2 separate regions of the Drosophila melanogaster genome follow, and region 1 is linked to region 2. The links are chromatin contacts, called in public Hi-C maps. All regions are on one chromosome and are shown on one strand. The core of a region is the stretch at or near the end of the contact, and the rest is flanking DNA. Distances in the headings are between cores, read along the strand shown. Region 1 holds the start of ringer (ringmaker). Region 2 holds the start of lncRNA:CR45755 (long non-coding RNA:CR45755).

Region 1 (2,830 bases), core at 251-2,750, 180 kb after region 2:
TAGATCCAATTTTCTACACTAAGATTGACGTTATTAGTTTGATTTTTAATAGAAGCCCGATTGCTAATAATTTTCTGAAAGGTTTTACAAAAATCTAAATATTATAATTATTCGAGGGAAATACTAACAGTTTAAGATGATCGTAATCAATTTAAAAAGCGGAAGTATTAAATCATCGCAATCGACAATGGAAAGACTCATCCTATGATACCCTGATCAGACTTGGATACTATATTCACACAAAATAAATTATTTTCTTAATATTCTTTGGCAACTCAAAGTGCAGATACCCCTCGTGAAATGAATGGCAGAAAATCAGGCAGTCTGATGGGGAGCGTGGATAGTCTAAATCAGAAATAATCCGCTTGCTTGTCAGACCATAAATAATTCGATTCTTCTCATTTCCCATCTCTGTTTTGGATTCTTTCTCTGTATTTTCGATTTGGAGAACAAGTTCTCATCCAGCTCCAGTCGAGCATTGCGAATTCGTTGCCAACATTTTAATTAGTTTTCTACCAAAATGGTAAAAGTTAATTGGGCAATATATATGACATATGACCACAATTTGAATAGGAATATGAATGAATATTATAGATAGCCATTTTCGAAAAGAATGGACTTCCTGGAGAGGGGAACGCAATTATAAACCCAACCTACCTCAAGTGGACCGCTGGAAAGCGAATGGAGGAAGCGAAATTTGGGTCATCTCGATGTATATTTATAAAACAAACGACTTTGGGGGGAGAAACATGAAATACTGCACCACATATGAGTTTACGTGTGTTAATAAACACACAGAAATATTAGCACCTCGGACTGAATGCATAAATTAAAGAGAACTTTTATTTTGGGGGGAACAAAACAGGAAGTCATGGGCATTCTGATAGAGCACGCAACGCAATAGAGAAATCATTGACTTAGGAGGGGGACTTATGCTCGGGACATAATATGTGTATGAAATGTGTAGCTACATCACCACTAGCCCAGATGACATCACTGGGAGCTGGGAAACGCGCAAGCGCCAGTTTGGAGAAGGGGTTTCCTGGGGGGTCTCGGTACTGGAATTTCAGACTGATGATTCAAATGCACGCATATATACACACGGAAGCGGGGAAAATGCGCCTAAATCAGGACCTCCCAAAGGAAATCGAAAACAATGGTGCTCCCCAGGAACAAAAGAAAAGGGGAACGCGATGCGCGGTAAGTGGGTCAAAATCTGCTCTTGAAAATATGAACCTGCTACTCATAAAATGAATAAAAAAAATATCCTTGGCTCGGAGTCTGCTTATAGATGCAGGATACAGTAACATTTTAAAAAAAAAAATAAATCCAACGAACTAGATTATTTTTCTCGAAACGTTTCCAACTTACATTTGTTATTAAAAAAGTTCCAAAAATTCTTGAATATATTTCCAAAAAAATATTTGTTTTATTCCTCGGCTATTTTCCAATCACTTTAAGGCAAACGCGCGAATGCTGGCGATGTCGAAACTCAACTGTTTGGACAAATGCGCAGCCAGTGGCTAGCGAAGGCCCAAGCGGCGTATGAGTGATATTTTTGTTTTGAGTGAGCTTTCGCTGAGTGAAATAGAAACTCAAAAAGGAAAATCCTCCTTAGCATTTTATCCAAAGAAAAGATGGCAAATCGTTGGTGAGCTAACATAAATTCCAAAACTTTCTGAATGAGATAAGGAAAACGATTTGGATCTTATAGACACTTTTACTGACCCCCCAATTTTTTTTCAAGCGATGACTTCATTTCGCAAAATTTTATACACGAAAACTAACAACGAAAGCCACACGACGAAGCCATTTATCAGAAAGAAAAAGAAACAAACGAGACCTAAAAACAACTCAGAATAACAAAAGTGACGCTACACACCAGAATCTTATCAAACCAACAAGTTACACTCAAAATTTTGGTTTGTTGTGAGTGAAATTCTAGGGAATAAAGCTTAAAGCTTTTCCTGATTTTATATTGTCTAAAGAGAAGGGGAGGGGTTCGCCACACAGTCTGAGCTACTAAAACAGTGAGTTTGTAGTCAGTAAATTTGTTTAAGCGCAAAAAAACAAAAAACGATGCGTGAAATTGTTGGGCAAAAAACACACACAACAAGTGCCAGACAATTCGAATAATGAAGGGTGTATCTTTTGGGCTTACTTAGACGTGTTTTTGGGGTGTGACTTGGGCTATACTAACCAGTGAGCTCATGCTTAGCTATGCAAATGAGTACTTATTTCAAGCGGTTAAGATTTGTCGACCGCCTTACTAGGTAAATGGGTTCTTTGAACTTTTCTATTTTGGACATTCAGGAAAAAGTAAAAGTCAAATAGGAAATCATAAGGAAATTACTTCGCACTCCATAAAATGATTAAACACATACTGAAACAACAAGCCCGTCCTAAACCCAAAACAAACCCTAAACGAACGAAAAAAAAACCTTTGACATTGATTTATGAGAACTGACGGTCGGAAGAATTTGGTAAGTTTTTGTGGCCAACTCGATGAAGTCATAGCCCTGGCCCAAAACCAAAATACAAAGCAACTGAAAGACTAACTTGGAAAACGAAATACCCTGAGGAGACTTCTAATTAATTTCGTAAATTAAGCATTAGGTATTACAAACAGAGGTCCATTGATTATTATTATTTAATATACAATGTTTGATATGTAATTTAAATATTTCATTCTACAATATTCATTTAGTTTATTGACCAGATGACGTTTAGAATATTCTTTAATTAAAATTAGAAAGAGTTAAATTTCCTATATTTATGGAATGTTTTACAGCTGAAATACCTTTTAGACTGATTCGTTTGCTCTTTTTTT
Region 2 (2,825 bases), core at 295-2,794:
GCAAGAGGGGCAGGGGGGTGTTTGAGGGGATGGGGGCTGGGCAGACGTCTGCGGTCTGTGCATAAAATTACGATAAGTGCAGGCGAGGCCACAGTCCAGAGGGCTCAGATACTCAGACCCAGAGGCTCACCTCACTCACCCGTCCTCCATCCTTCTCATCCGCCCCCCCCCCCTCCTGTTAGCCACCCTCAAACTGCCAGATGAACTGTTGACTGTTGGGCTTCTTCCTTTTTTTTGTGTGCCCTCAGCTCTCCGGACTAACGTCATTGTCAACGGCTCCTCGATGGGAATGTGTGTCCTTTTTTCCTTGCCTTACATAAGCCTATTTGCTTATTATCCTATTAAATGCCAGGTCAAAAAAAGTCACGAAAAACGTACATAGAGAGAAATCGAGATCGTAGATTTGAAATATGAACATAATTACAATAAAGGTAATTTGCAAAAGTAAAGTAATAGGAGTTTCTTGACGATTTGTCAGAAAATATGTTTGGGCATGTACAATTTGATATAGGAACATAATCTTTTCGAAAAAGAAGTCCTTGTGAAAAATGTATTTTTAATTAATGTATGTGGTTTAATTTTTTAAGCTTGCCCACATTTAAGTTGACTATGTATTTTCACGTTTATAAACTAGATGTAGATAAAGTTTAGTTTCTTAAAAATACTGACACGCATTGTTATTAAATCAGATTAAATTTCAATTTAATTAACATTTACATACATTTATTTATTTCCAGTGCATCACGGAAGAGTAGCAAAAGAAGACGAGAAAATAACCGAAGAAAAAGTCGAACAAAGCTTAAGAAAAGAACACTTGTATGTACCTTCTCTGCAAAGGATACACAAGTGTCTCATTAAAAGAAATAAAGGACAAGCCAAGCGCCGACGAAGTCCTTAAAGTCGACTCGAATCCCTGGCTGACGACAAGGACGGGGAGACGGCGGAGCGAGCGAGTGCGAGCGAGAGGAGTGGAGGGCAGACTGCAAGGAAAGGGCGATTGAAAGGCAGTCGTCGCAACGTGAGCGACTTCAAGGACAACTACGGCCAACAACAAGAACAAGTGCCAAAAAAATCAACGAAAATGCGCTATTAAGGCAATTTTTTCGGTTGGAATCCAACCAAACCCCGAACTTCTCCTCCCCACGAAATCCAAAGACTGCACCGGGAAAATGTATGATGTGTTATCCTTTCACTTTCTTGATAATATCATATCCAAATATTCTTTATTTTCAATGTAATATTATAATGAAGAATGTATTTGCTTAGTTCCTAGTTCGTTTTCAAGCATAGATGGCTTATTTTCAACGGGATACGAATTTATTTCATTGCTGTCTTCGTAATAAACCTAACTTATGGATTCTTAGTTTCAGATCATTGGGGAATATATTCTTTCGGTGTGCCCACGATTACAGCTCTCCCCGCCAGACGGCGGCCACTGACGATGTGGAGAGCATTCGTGGTGATGAGGGGAGAGCCGGGAGACTGCAGACAGGAGACTGGAGACAGGAGACAGGCGACCGGTCGCAAAGTGGCTCAATGTCAGACACAGACACGGGTACAGACAGCGAGACACAGACACCAGACGCCTCAGCCTCAAAGTGATTCAAATGCTCTGCTCAAACACAGGCTAGGCTCTCTTTGCGCTCTCATCGATGCAACATATAGCCCACCAAATGCATGGAAATTTTCGGAAGGACACACGCGGAAACTCGACGCGATGGATACCCAGTTTTCATAAGCGGGCATGTAGGTTTGTTCCATGACTGTACGTCTATAAATCACTTACATATTTATGTAATGTAAAATAAATTATATCTTTTACACTTTAGTATGCAAAACAAAAAATTGTCAGATAAGTGAAATATTTTTAACTTTATTTCTGATATAACAGTAGAATCTGGCGACCCTTGCACTTTCTATCTTAGTTTATAACAACAATTAAAAAGCGCGGAAAACGAGAGAACTTTTTTTTAGAGATATAACCACTTTTATGGTTTGAGACGTCAAAAAATGTTTGTTTATAGATAAGCTGCAAAACTTTAAAGAGCTTTTATACATTTAAACATAATAATATACTAACTTATCATTTAGCTGAATTGCTTAAATCTGTTTTGCTTCACTTTTGATTAAATTCACTTGCACATGGAACTGTTTCTTATGTATGTGTATGCATTTAACAATTTTAGGTTAAGCATTTCTGAGATAGTAAGCAAAATCAAAGTTTATGTATCAATATCATTTAATCAATAAACAATAATTATACTAAATGATACTTTGAAAGAAGGAATAATATTTTACATTTATTTTGTATTAGTATGTTTTACTTTTTATTGAACCAGGACCTCCACACATCCTCCTTAACTACAGGGTATGCTAAAAGCTCTCTGGTAATGCCGAAAAGGGATAGGTGTAGTCTGTCGCAGTCTGTTTTCCTTCTCGCTCTTTCACTTTGCACTCGTGTTGTTTGTTAGTATGTGTGTGTGCAGCAGCAGACGCATGAAACAAAATACCGAAATTCTATGCGTGACCTTGAAAAGTATTCCTCGTCTGCAGACCGACAACAACAGCCGCAACAACAACAACAACGTCAGCAAACCAAAAAGTCTGCTGCCTCAGTCGGTGGTTGTTTGTGTTTGTGTTTGCGTTTGTGTTTGTGCTTCGCTGTCGTCATCAGCGTCTCTTGCCGATATTTGCGTTTTGCATCTTGTTGTTGCCGTCTGCATTTTCCTTGTTGTCTGCTGGGCACAATTTGTTGTTGCCCTTGCTGTTGTTGTTGTCGTTGCTTGTGAGGATTTTTTGGGATAGGTATTTTTTTTTTCGAACTC

Evidence for each region. Hi-C and Micro-C count contacts between places; a contact is called where the count stands out from the background.
Region 1: a Hi-C map of the Kc167 cell line shows a contact between it and region 2, with 4 times the contacts expected there. A contact is called at or near these places in 2 of 107 Hi-C or Micro-C datasets (the Clone 8 cell line and the Kc167 cell line) and 1 of 7 datasets of targeted methods (the Kc167 cell line).

What each region holds. Positions count from the first base shown.
Region 1 is chr3L:16,357,928-16,360,757 of dm6, forward strand. ringer (ringmaker) reads right to left here and starts at 1,501. Exons shown (of 3, transcript NM_140624.3): 1 at 1,372-1,501.
Region 2 is chr3L:16,176,091-16,178,915 of dm6, forward strand. lncRNA:CR45755 (long non-coding RNA:CR45755) reads right to left here and starts at 1,545. Exons shown (of 1, transcript NR_124954.1): 1 at 1,255-1,545. It overlaps lncRNA:CR45754 (long non-coding RNA:CR45754), which reads left to right and starts at 720. Exons shown (of 1, transcript NR_124953.1): 1 at 720-1,166.